Linked DNA regions of Mus musculus: region 2 is linked to region 1. The links are chromatin contacts, called in public Hi-C maps. All regions are on one chromosome and are shown on one strand. The core of a region is the stretch at or near the end of the contact, and the rest is flanking DNA. Distances in the headings are between cores, read along the strand shown.

What was found. A called contact is a pair of places that touch in the nucleus more often than the background predicts.
Region 2: a contact with region 1 is called in a Hi-C map of cerebral cortex, with 2.3 times the contacts expected there. The contact joins two enhancer-like sites. A contact is called at or near these places in 16 of 484 Hi-C or Micro-C datasets (the N1E-115 cell line, brain, cerebellar granule neurons and 6 more), 5 of 115 datasets of contacts at active chromatin or transcription factors (embryonic basal ganglia, embryonic forebrain, embryonic hindbrain and 2 more) and 2 of 9 other capture datasets (adipose tissue and pancreatic islet).

What each region holds. Positions count from the first base shown.
Region 1 is chr11:118,754,471-118,760,511 of GRCm38.p6, forward strand. All of the region lies in intron 2 of Rbfox3 (RNA binding protein, fox-1 homolog (C. elegans) 3), which reads right to left. Among named protein-coding and RNA genes, the nearest start is that of Gm11750, 28 kb to the right of the region's middle. Within about 2 kb of position 1,326, at least 18 of the 459 cell types and tissues checked have an H3K27ac peak or open chromatin away from gene starts, as enhancers often do. A contact at or near this core is called in cerebral cortex, where this site is marked.
Region 2 is chr11:118,881,093-118,887,865 of GRCm38.p6, forward strand. The region is part of intron 1 of Rbfox3 (RNA binding protein, fox-1 homolog (C. elegans) 3); the gene reads right to left. Among named protein-coding and RNA genes, the nearest start is that of Rbfox3, 25 kb to the right of the region's middle. Within about 2 kb of position 4,624, at least 9 of the 459 cell types and tissues checked have an H3K27ac peak or open chromatin away from gene starts, as enhancers often do. A contact at or near this core is called in cerebral cortex, where this site is marked.

The DNA of each region.
Region 1 (6,041 bases), core at 76-2,575:
TTAACACAATCAGGCGACAGGCCATGTGTGTGTCAACCAAGGGTCTTGGCTGAGAACAAGAAGGAAGTCAGCACAGAGAATGGGGCTCACTCTATGGTGTGTAGGCTGTGGCTGGTCTGCAGCAGCAGCCAGCTCAGGTTGCCAGGAGGAGGAAGCTACAGAGGAGCCCAGAGATCAGCTGGCCACGGCAGGAAGAGGTGGACAGGGGCAGGGCCAATGGCACACAGCGTCTCCCAAGTCTGCCAGGCAAACACCACTCAGCTCAGACCTGCTGCTTAAGGAGGCATGCCTGCCCTGGATACACAAGAGGGTAGTGCTGTGCAGGGCAGGCAGGGCTGTACAGCTGACTCACCGGGACATAGGCAGCAGCCAATCTGGGACCTCAGCAGGGCTTTGGTGGGGCAGGTTCAAGGAAACCTGCACCCTCCTTCCCTTGCTAACTTGCATCGGGTCATGACCCAACCACAGATGTGTCTTTATTTAATTTACAGCAATTATACTCACATCCTTCTAGACAAATAGATATTACAAGCTCTCTGTTAAATGTGGATAATTATGGCTGCTAGTGTCTTGGGACCGTATGTCCAAGCACCGGAGGAGAAATCGCAGCCCAAGTCCTCCTAACACCGTAAATTAGCAGGGAACATCCCTGTGGCAGCTAAGCAATTACCCACAATTTTGTCTCCTCTCACGCTGCCCTCCACGCGTGTGCATGTGTGCGTGCATGTGCGTGCCTGGCATATGCTGCTGTCTGTGGCTCTTCCTCAGAATCGCTTATCTCATCCCTCCCCCGCCCCTTTAAGCTCGTCCCTGCATTGGGATGTCGTTCTGCCTATACCTGGAACCATCCACGGCGATAGCAGCTGTGTATACACCCCGAAACGTGCAATAGAGCATTGATCACCTACCATCACCACCACCACAAACCTCCTCCCACAATTGGCCACTATCAGAGAGGTTTCTGGAAAGCAGAGAACAGACTGAGAGCTGACAAGACCTATATACATGTGCATGTTTTGTGGGGGTGTACATCGAATAGGAACTTCAGGAAGCAGTTACTGCAGGGCAGATAACAACAGACCACTTCCTGCATGTATGCAGCATGTATATAGGTATGAATGTTGTGTGTGCATGCATGTACACATGCATCTATGGACTCCAGAGGCAGCCCAGGAGGGGGGGCGGGGGCTGAGGTTCACAAATTCAGAAGCAGGGTGATCTTGTAATGGCTCCTTAACTTCCAGAGCTCTGCATCGCCATGTCTATGTGAGGAAAAAAAGACACATTCCACTGCAGAGCTTTTAGTATTGCTGCTCTGTGGGAACCCTGGCTGCCAGGCATCCTGTGTCCCTCCCTCTCAGAGGATCAGGGGGAATCCAGGATGCTTAGCAGGTGTGCCTCCTTTCAGGCAAATCTGATATTTAAAACCCAGAAATTAGCTGGTGAGTCACTTCCCGAAAGGTCCTCTTCGTATGGAAGCAGAATGCTATCTGGGTCCATTTTAAAGACTGTTGTTAAGGAGGTGTGGTGTCTACAAGTCTCTCGGAACATATGGGAGGCATCTAGTCAGCCAGGGACTCCCCATGAGAACTCTTCCCCACAGGGAGACCCGGAAAGAGACATGAGGGTGGGTGTCTCGGGGCAGGCGCTGGCAGGTGATGCCCTAACCTGGCATCAAGGGTCCTTATAGGCTTTCACCCGGCAGCACCACATCTGGTCTCTATCTAGCATTCCAGGGGTGTCTCTGTGTGGTGAGCCCCAGGCAAGGTGGGCTAGTCCAGGGAACAGAAAAGCACCAGGCTCCTCTTTGTCCCCTACGTTTTGCTTTGCAGGCCAAGGTCATGTTGACTTAGGAGGCATTTATCCTGTCCGGAGCGGGGGAGACCAGACTTTTGCTCTTGCTTTGTGGTGGGTAGATGGCCTGCCTGTCTTCATGGGCCTGGGGTCTTGGACCAGCTATGGAGAGACAGCATGATGGGGTAGGAGCTTTGAACCATATAAACAAGGTAACATGAGGGAGGGTTTAAACATGGCTGGAGACTGAGGTTAGGCACGTGAGCTTCCCTGTGTGCCTTTGTGCAGGACCCAAGTAGACCATGGATCCTGAGGCTGGGGGCATCTCTAGCTGGTAGTATCCAGGACTGTTGTCACCATCCATGTCACGAAAATGAGAGTCTCAACTCTACGTGATGGGGACCTAGGAGCCTCCTCTCCACACTTTGCTGTTATCTCTCGTGTCCTTCCTTTTGGCGAGATCAAATCTGTGCTGTTTGGTAGTGATGGCCTAACCATGGACAAGATGACTTGCTGGACTCTGTGTCTTTCCAACCAGTCGGGCCCTGATGATGGTCCTGGAGGCCTCTGACCTTCAGGCTGCTGTCACGAGGGAGGTGAGCTCTCTTGGATGGCTCCCTTTGACACTGAAGGAAGACAGTGTCATGCAAAGCCTAGGGTCTGCTTCTGGGTTCCTATGGCATCTTCCCCACCCCCTCTGCGCCACCCCAGCCTCTCCACTCTGAAGAAAACATTGTAAATGTGCCACATGGGAGAGGGCACACAGGCATTGCTTGCACAAGAAGCAATAGTCTCAAACTACTAGGTGTTGGGTAATGGGACAGGGTGGGTACCGGGGTTGGGAGATGTAAGAATGTGAGTCTATCACCCCATTGTGGGTTTCCAAACTACATCTTGTGTCCTAAAGGCCCAGTGTGACACTGGGGACCCCTGCAAGGCTGTGTAGGTACTAGCAGCCAGTGCTTCCTTCAGAGAGGCAGGAGGCAGAGAAGGGGGAGGCCCTGTGAGGGAATCAGGAATTCACAGCTGCAAGTGCCCCACTGATATGTCCTGTGGCCTTGTCCTCAGCCCCCAGCCCCTATCTGCAGCAGCTCCTCTACTGTAGTCTCAGAAACTTTGGATGGAACCTCAGGTACACTTTTTCCAGCCCCCAGGCAGGGACAGGGTAACAGGAAACTTAAGGACACAGACAGAAAGATGCACAGGAGACTCGTGAGCAATCTCTTTTCCTTGAGTCTGTGTTGTGGGAGAGGCTCTCCAGCAACCCCTGCTCATTTCTTGGCTCCCATTCTCTATGGTGGTTGGGGGAGTATAGTGGGGTGGGGGGCTTATTGTGCAGCCATAGGAAGACACACCCTTCCAGGTGGAGCCTACTGTCCCCCAAGGGCTTCACGAGATGGGAAGGGGCCCTGCTAGCTCCCCTAGCACAGTGATGCTGCAAAGGAGGTGTGGATGCCAGAAGGGATCACCATATGCTTTAGTCTTCAGACTGTTCTGGAAAAGATAGGAATTGGAGCCTGGGGGCTATGGGGAGAGGAAGATAGGCAGGGGAGGAGAGGAGAGGCATGAGGTGCACTCTTGTGAGGACAGCAGAGTTCTGGAGAGGTAGAAATAATAAAGAAGGCCTCTAAAGCTGAGGGCCCTAGCAGCTGTGCATGCATGTGTGTGTTTATTATGTATGCATGTGTGTATGTGTGCATGTGTGTATGTGTGCATGTGTGTATGTGTGCATGTGTGCATGTGTGCGTGTGTGCATGTGTGTGTGTGTGCATGTGTGTATGTGTGCATGTGTGTATGTGTGCATGTGCTCATGTGTGCATGTGTGTATGTGTGCATGTGTGTATGTGTGCATGTGCTCATGTGTGCATGTATGTATGTGTACATGTGTGCATGTGTGTGTGTGTGCACATTCATCTGCCTGGGCCGTTTCCCAGCTACACAGCAGTCACCATTTGCTTATGACATCAATAGACCCACCTCAGTGACAACCAAAAATTAAGACATCCAGTCCCCATACAAGCTGGGCCCCTCCATCCCGATCCTGTAGTACATGCTTGCTATCCTGACCACCCAGGCACCTCTCCTGGCTGAGCCTGCAGAGGCAACCCCGTATTCATGTCGCTGCCTCCATGAAGCTCAGGATGCCTCCTGACCATGCCAGCTTTACATGGCTCTGTGCAGCAAGCCTAGATGGACTCCTGCCCCAGGTTTCCTGGCCTGGGCTGCAGCCTCTCCATCTGCCCCCATGCCTCCTTCTGTGGCTGGAGAAGGGACTTCAGAGTAGAGTAGACGCAGGTCTGAGCCAGCCAGGATTCATCATCTATTTCAGAACCATCTATTGTCAAGGTCTGTGTGCACCCCTCTCCTACCTGGGTGCCCGAGCTGGGAACATGGGGTGTAGTGAAGCCCTCATCCTCTCTCTAGTGTGACCATTTGGGGAAGAGCCACTACATAGGTCAAATGAGGTCCCGAGGCAGGGCCCTCTTCTGAGTGAGTGCCCCTCTCTCCAATTATCCACAGAAGGAAGGTTATGTGGGGACGCAGGGAAGACAGCCATCTGCCACCAGGACTTGACATACGTGCTGCTAATTCCCTTCCTTCTACTTCCAACATGGACCCCACGCACACACCTCCAGAATCAAAGATCCTGCTGCCAAGTGGTCAGCCACACATTTCTCACAAGGCTCCAAGGCACCCGAATCTCACTCATTCAAACTTCACCAGCTTCAGTCTTTCCCTCAGAAGTGGTGTCTCGCTATCTCCCTGTCTTCTCGGGCATAAGTGCTTGATGTGGTTCTCGATCTGAGTGTTTCCACCCACACCCCATCACCAGGACAGCCTGTCAATCCTACCAGAGGATGTGTCCAGAGTCCCCACACGGCACTCCATCTCCACACCTCCATCTCCACCACAGCGTCCCCCGTGTGTGTGTGTCTGCCTCCTGTGCTCCCCTTAAACACAGCAGCCTCAAGAGTTTCTTTAAAATGGAAGTTACCACGCCAATGCCGTTTGACACTCAGGATCAGGGTCCACTCTCTCCTCTACAGCGCTTTCACCTAGCATCTATTCAGTGAGCTGAGCCCACCCACTGAAATTCAGCCCTTCGCTTTACCCAGCCTGACTCGCCCCCGTAACACCCACCACCCTCGAACCCAGCAATGCAGACCTAGTGTTACATAAGGCTCAGGAGTATCCCACACAAAGGCTCTTACACTCAAGGCTTGGTCTCCAGATGGTGAAGCCATTCTGAGGCAACTGGATCATGAGGAGACCGACTCCATCTGTGGACTAGCAGATACATAAGTCCATTGTAGAATGGGTCCTTCATGGACAGGGCCTGGCTGAGAGAAGTGGTCACTGAGGTGTCTATTTTTGAAGGTGTGTCTTGCCCTGGCCCTTCCTTTCCCCTGAGGCAAGCCACTCTACCACGCCCAAGGCAACGAAAAGCAAGAAGCCAGTGGAGTCTTCAAAGACACTGAAAGCTCATGACCACTCCAAGGAGGGCACCAGCCTGTTCTCTCCATGAGGATAGGTATTTTGGCCTGTTTGGTGACTGAAGACATCTTCAGTTTAATTTACACCTGTTCAGCAAGAAAGCCAGGAACACACCCCATCTAAGCCAATCTTCTTCTCTTCCTCCCGACTAGAATGCCACCTGGGTTTCTAGCAGCCCATGGGCTCTCACTGACCCCAGCCTGACAGCTCTCTTGCCTTATCCCTCTGTCACACTGAGCCAAAGTGGCTCCTCACAGCTCCTAGTCCTCAGCGCCTGCCCTGTCCTTCTGGCCAGTGCTGACAGCCCTGTGACTTCATCTAGGGGGACTCACATGGGCAGGGTTAGAAGCCCACCTCTCACTTTTTATACACTCCTCATTCTTGTCACAAGCCACTGCATGGTTTGCTGGCCTGCCTGTCTCCCCTGCAGAGCAGCCTTCTGCAGAGCTGGGTCTTGTTCCCCACTTTCCTGGGGAAATGTCAAGACAGAATCCTCTACTGTATACCCTTGTGATGGATGGATGGATGGATGGATGGATGGATGGATGGATGAAAAATCAACCTCCCCAGGAAAGATGCAGGGGAAGTCAGAGCCCACCCAAGCCTCCTGTCAGCTTCCAGAAGGCAGGAGAGGCTCCTCTTCCTGTGTACAGATGGACAGAGAGGAATGAGGAGGTCGGTAACCAAGGAGCGCCTGCCTCCCTCAGCCAAGGTAAGCACTAAGAGGCAGGGACCACCTCCAGGGCTCAACC
Region 2 (6,773 bases), core at 3,374-5,873, 130 kb after region 1:
CATTAGTGGGGCTCTCTAGCCAATCCCAGGAAGCTAGAGCTCCAAGCCTCTCTCTGGGCTGCTGAGAAGAGAGGCCCTTATAAGGCATCTCCCTGGTGGGCAGCCGAGGCACCTATCTCTTTAACAGGCCTCTCCATCAGTTCACAGCTGTGGCCACTTGATGTGGACGGCCCAAGAGCCACATCTGGGCTTCTGTGCAATGACTCAGGCCTTGAGCCTCTGTTTGCACACGTCCCTGTTGAGCTGAGCGGTTACTTCCACCCTCCCATCCTCCTCCAAAATGGCCCTTTCCTCCCCTCCCTTGCATAACCTGACTCCCTCCCTTTCTGCCCTCCTCTGAGTTTTTTTCCTGGTAGATTTGCTGGGCCCAAGCCCTGGGAGATGCCCACTCACGGAAAACGAGTGTCCCTTTCTTCTCTCAAGAGGCCAGAGGTGGGAAGCAGGGCAGAGAAAAAAGGGGTTTGACCACACACACACACACACACACACACACACACACACACACACACACATACACACATACACAAGGATGCTGCTTCACCAGAAAGAATTAATCACACAGGAGAATGATAAAGGAAGGGTTAAAGGGAGAAGTGGGGGGGGGAGAAGTCTATAAAGCAGTGCCTCTGTGGGGGGTCCCCCTCCTGGGCAGGTCTGCTGAGCCCCCAGACTGTTCTATGGCCCAGATTCAGGGGTCTCCCTGGAGGGTGAAGACCTCATTTCACGTTCTGTGTGGGCGCTGAGGTGTGGAAAACTGACCACTGATTAGCATACTTGTCCCCAACTAGTGTCTGCTGGAATCCCTGCAGTCTCACAAAACCCCTGCTGCCTGGAGCCACCCCACTGGGCTAAAAGCCCAGGGACTGACAATGTCCACCTGGCATAGAGGGCTTCTAGCTCTAATCCTCCCCCAACCTAGCTGGGGCATAGCACATCCGGGCATTGACCGGGGGTGGGGGTGGGGCGGTGTGGAGGGGCTCCCCAAGAGTCCCAAACTTAGACCCTAGGGGCCTGATGAGTGTCGAAGGAATTATCCAAGCCTGCGGAACCTAAGCACGGTGGTTCGATTGTCAACTTAACAGGATCTCAAATCACCTAGGAGACAAATCTCTGCCTTGATTGAGAAGGGAAGAGCCACCCTGAATGTGGGCGGCACCATCCCTCAAGCTGGGGTAGCACTCTGAATAAAAAACAGAAAGCCAACTGCACATCAGCATTCCTCCCCCTACACCCCCTCCCTTTCTCATCCCCCTCCCCCTCCTTTGTCAACCCTCCCTCCCTCCTGACTGTGGGTGTAGTGTGGTGAGTAGCCTCTAACTCCTGCAGCCATATCTGCCCACGATGACAAACTGCTCCCAAACCAGGAGCCAGAGCAAACCCTCATCCCCTTAACTTGCTTTTGCCGGGTATTTTGCAATAGCAACATCTCAATGCACTGAGCCACGGAGCAGTGCCACCCCATGCCACAGAGCAGTGCCACCCCATTCTCTCCATTCCAGCCATCTCTGTCGCAGATTCTCCCTCAAAACCAAGGAGTGGTTTGGGCAAAAGCAGACATCCAGCTTCCCACGGTTACCCCGGACATCTAAGAATTAGGCTTCTGGGCCTCACGCATACTGGGAACTGTGGGCCTGGAAGGTGGTCACTGCAAGCCTAAGACAGGTCACTGGGCCCCTGGAGACAGGGTCACTGCAGGACCAGGTACCACAAATGGAGCCTAGTATCATCCACAAGAAAGCTGTGCTTCCCAGAGGGAGAAGGCAAGATGCAGGTTCTTCATTTCCACCCACAGACGGGCAGGGCAAGGCATGGGCAAGTGGGAACTGCACCCACAAGGTCTTTGATGTTGGCTGTTTATGTAAAAATATATTGCTCAACCAGAAGACTCAAATTCAAAAGCCACCGAAATATTACCTGTGGTGGAGGAAGGCTTGTGTTTACAGCATCACTCTCTGTACCCTTCCTAAACCAGTAGACTTAAAGGTGACAATGTGTGTTGACAGCTGAGGTCCTACACACGTCTTTTAGTTTATCAGTTCTGCCTTGTGACAGAGCTGGCTCTGGATCCCAGAACAGGCCAGCAACCCACGTCCTTCTCTCTAGACCAGGAGGAGCTGGGGCAAGACCAGCATCCGTGAGGACTGGGGTGGCATCCATCTGCAGCTCTGACCAATGCCAATCTACGTTCCCCTGGCACAAGGACGGCTCAGGGGTCCCTTTCCACCCGGCGTGGGCAGCAGTACCCACAAGCTCCTAAAAATAAGCACCCGGTACCCTGCTGTCCCTCCACCTGGCCCCAGAGCACCCTTGCTTCCTCAGACTACAAGCTGGCTGTCTTCCCAGATGGGCAGGAGGCAGAGCCGGGCCAGCCTGGAATAAATGCAACCCAGACTTGTCCAACAGAAGAAACACTGATCATCGGGGTTTTGGTGTTCTCTGGAGCAACCACAGAGTCCAGAGACCTGAGGTCTTGTGACAGTCCCAGATATGGACATTCAAAGACATCCAAATCCTTAAATAACTCGCAGTCAAGCAGAAATGCAAGGCTGATTTGAGCCCGACACTGAAAAAAATTGTAAGAGAGACCCAGCTTCCATAGCCCTCAGGGCCCTTGAAAAACTACAAACTCTGACTTCTGAGAGCAGGCAGCTGAAGGTTGTATGTACAGGACTCACCCACACATGGGCTGGTCCCTCTCTCTGGACAGAGGTGCACAGATGAGAGCCAGGACATAAAGCCATCCTAGCCATCCTAGGAGCCCCCACTGCCTCAGACCTCCCCACTAAGGCACCAAGGGTTCCTGGGGTGCGGTAGTGATAAAGTAAAAATAAAACCTTTCTATTATATACAGCTTTCTCCAGAAAGGCAGAGGCACACAGGGCACCTCTGTGGTAAAGTGTGTTTGGTATGTGGATCATTCCAGAATTCTGCATTCCCTTGAACTCCTGAGCCCTTAAGCCAAGCACATGGGAGCAGGTACATAGACTTCAGGCTCCATGATCGTTTTCTCTTGAACTTGGGTAGACTAAAGTCAGGCTCTATTCCAGACCCAGCCTTCAGCCCCGTGCCTTCTTTATATCCCTCCGCCATCTCCCACCATTTGCTTCTTGCCAACCATCCTGACCTCTGTACTGCTTTCCTGATCTATAGCTTCTTTTCTAGCTAGGTTAGGATGATTCTCTGTGTGGCCTTAGATTCTGACAAGGGCAGGGCAGGGCAGGGGGGTTCCTGGGCAACCAGGAACAACAATCCCTAGTCAAGAAGGGAGACGGGAGTAGGCTGCTCCTGGCCAGGCCCCCGGTGAAGCTGATCATGCAACTGGACACAAGTGAGCTCAGCTCAGTCCTCTTTGAACTGCATAGCTTGTGGCTCTGGTCCCTACCCAAGCCCAGGAGCCCACACACCAGCCTCAAAGCCACCCGAGGCTGCACCTCAGTACTGACACCCAGCACGGACTCTCCCCTCCCCCTGTCTATCCATTAAGTCACACATCATGAAGCGCTCCATGTGACTTCACAGATCCTCCCACAAAGAGACAGGTTCTATTTTTCTCACTCCTGGTATCAGAACCACTTTCCAAAGCCACAGCTTTAACACACACGGCTTCCTTCTGCTTTGTGGTGAGGGACCCAGTCCCTAAGATATGAACAAACCTGAGTTAGCCTGCTGGAGAAGAAGCCACATGAAGCCAATACCCACTGCCCAGTTCAGCCAGCCTCTGCCCACCCACCAGCTTCCCACAGATGTGTGAGGAAGTCCATGGAACACTGCCTACCTAAGTCATCAACAGTATCTGGCAGGCCTGAAGGAAAAATAAGCGGTCATCACAAGCTACAGTGGTTTGGGACTTGCTTGTTATACAGCGGTAGCTAACTGATACACCCTCTCCTACAACGCATGGAGACATGAAACTTCATCCTGCTCATGGTCTTAGCAAAATCCCATGGGGGATGTGTGGCGGACTTCATCCTCTAGGGCTTATAATTGAGTCACTCGGTGAGGTCTTTGGTTTAATTTTTTTCTTCTTTTAACATATTTTCAATTCGAATGAGCAGATGCAGTTCAGAGCACTCCTGCTGAGCTCTCAGAAGCATCCATCCCTGGCTTTCTCCAGAGAGCCTCATCTTGTCTGTCGGAGACCGGTGTCCTCATGTAGCTTTTTCAGATGTGAAAAACGGGGACGTTTTCCTGCACCAGCAGCCGGGGCGCCTGAGTGTGGGAGAGACACGACGTGGCGGTGTGGCTGCCGTGGCTGTGCCTTTCACGGCTTGGGCTTCGCATCTGTGCGAGGCTGGTGGTTCTTATCTGAATTCTAAGCACAAATAAACGGGACTTATTTAAAAATAACTGGGAAAATTCCATGCTGGAGTGGGGGGAAGGCCTTCGCTGCAGCAGATGCAGAAGCAGACCAAGATTGTTCCAGACAAGCACAGGGGTGGGCCACCCCGAAACTCCCAAGGTGGGACTTACTGGTGCCTGAAGGTCAGAAGGTTGAAGGCAAAGACTCAGAAGCTCCAGCCCTTAGACTATCCGCTCTCCAGGACAAAACCAAGATGCACAGCGAAGAGACAGGAGCCCAGCTGGTGAGCGGCTGGCACTAGAGTCTGGCCCCGGGAAGCTATTTGGGGCCTTGTGTTCCAGTGAGGTACACAAGGGCCAGCGTGTCCTTCTGATGAGGCACACTGGGCCAGTGCAGCATCTGTGTTCCAGGGGAAACTCCAGGGAGCCACAGAAAAGGGAAAATTCACCCTTGCCCGTGTCAAGCTGACCCTGGCTGTGTCCTTGCAGCTGGGTCTCTCTTCGAGAGGAACAGGGTTACAGGGGGTGGGGGTGGCACTCCTGTTTCCTCGAGAGAAGTCCAGACCTTCTAATGTATGACCAAGCCAGCCCAGCTCTGGAGACAGTAGGATTACATCATCCAGACGACAGAGACTATTCAGCAATGCCCCTGGCCCAGCATGACAGAAGTCACCCAGTCAAACAAGACCCCTACCTGAAGCAGAGGCTCACCCAAAGCTTCCTCTATGCTCGGTGACAGCTGAGGGAGTCACAGGACCCTGCCCGGGCCCACATGGAGGCCAGGGGAGACTGTGTAAGAACACAGAAAGTATCCCTGGGAGGAATTTGACAAATTCACTCATAGGTGTGGGAACATTTATTTGAGTTGGACCTTGAGTCATTTGTAGAAGTTCCTAGGTGGGAGGTGGTCTTGGGCTATGGGTCACTCAAACCTAGCTCTTAGCTCACTGTTCATAATGTTCATAAACAAATGATTTTGTCCCTTACCATGGGCAATACCCTGTCACTAGGTTGCAGGACCCCTGAGGGCAGTCTTGGCATCAAATCCTTCCTAGCCATGTGAGGAACCCAAACTTATCCTTGCTTCAGCCAGAAAAGAATAATAATAAACTGATCTTCCCTTATGCACGGCTCCGCTGTGGTTTGAGTCATCCAGGCCAGCGATGGATCAACAACACTAAGTGGAAAATTCCAGAGTAACTAACCAGAGTTCTGTGAAGAGGACGTCCCACCCAGTCCTGGACCCCCTTCCTACCCACAGGCTGCCTGTGCTGTATGTGCTGCCCACGCGTCACATCGCCGCCATGTTTGTGTTCAGAAGCCCTTTATTTCATTAAAACGCAGTGCGATGGATGGCACACATTTGTAATCCCTGCTCTGGGAAGGCAGAGCCAGACGGATCCCTCAGACAAGCAGGCCAGCCAGTTCAGCTGCCTGAGTTCCAGGCAAGAAACCCATCTCAACAATCAAGATGGAGGGTTCCTGAGGCTGCCTAAGGCTGCACCTGCATGCACACAGGGACACAGGCACACAGGCACACAGGGGCACATGCACACAGGTACAGGTACACAGACACAGGCACACAGGCACACAGACTCAGGCACAAAGGCACACAGGCACACAGGCACACAGGGGCACATGCACACAGGTACAGGTACATAGACACAGGCACACAGGCACACAGACTCAGGCACACAGGCACAGACAGGCACACAAGTACAGACACACAGGTACACAGGCACACAGGCACAGGCACATAGGCACACAGGTACAGGCATACAAGCACATAGGCACACAGGTACAGGCACACAGACACACAAGTATAGTCACACAGGCACACAGGTACAGGTATACAAGCACACAGACATACCAGTAGACTCACACAAACACACATAGGCACACAGGTACATAGGCACACAGGCACACAGGCACACAGGTACCCAGGCACACAGGCACACAGGCACACAGGTACACAGGCAAACAGGCACACAGGTACAGGCATACAAGCACACAGGCACACAGGTACAGGCACACAGACACACAAGTATAGTCACACAGGCACACAGGTACAGGTATACAAGCACACAGGCACACAGACACACATATACAGGCACATAGACACATAGGTACAGGCACAGGGACACAGGTATACAGGTACAGGCACACAGGTACAGGCACACTGGCACAGGCACACAGGCATACAGGTACATAGATACACACACACAAACACCAAAGTTCAAGAGTAAAGATACCAGCAGTTAGATTATGGTTATTGTCAAAGTTTTGCTCTTGTATGACATTGTTCTTCTGACTGTGCCTCACTGAAGAGTCAAGTTGAAAGCCATGCCTGGTAGTGCACATCTGTAACCCCATCTTTAACTCCACCTGTAACCACATTTGTAACCCTAACTGTATTCCCATTTATAATCCCTTTTGTAACCTCACCTGTAATCCCACCCACAACCCCACCTGTT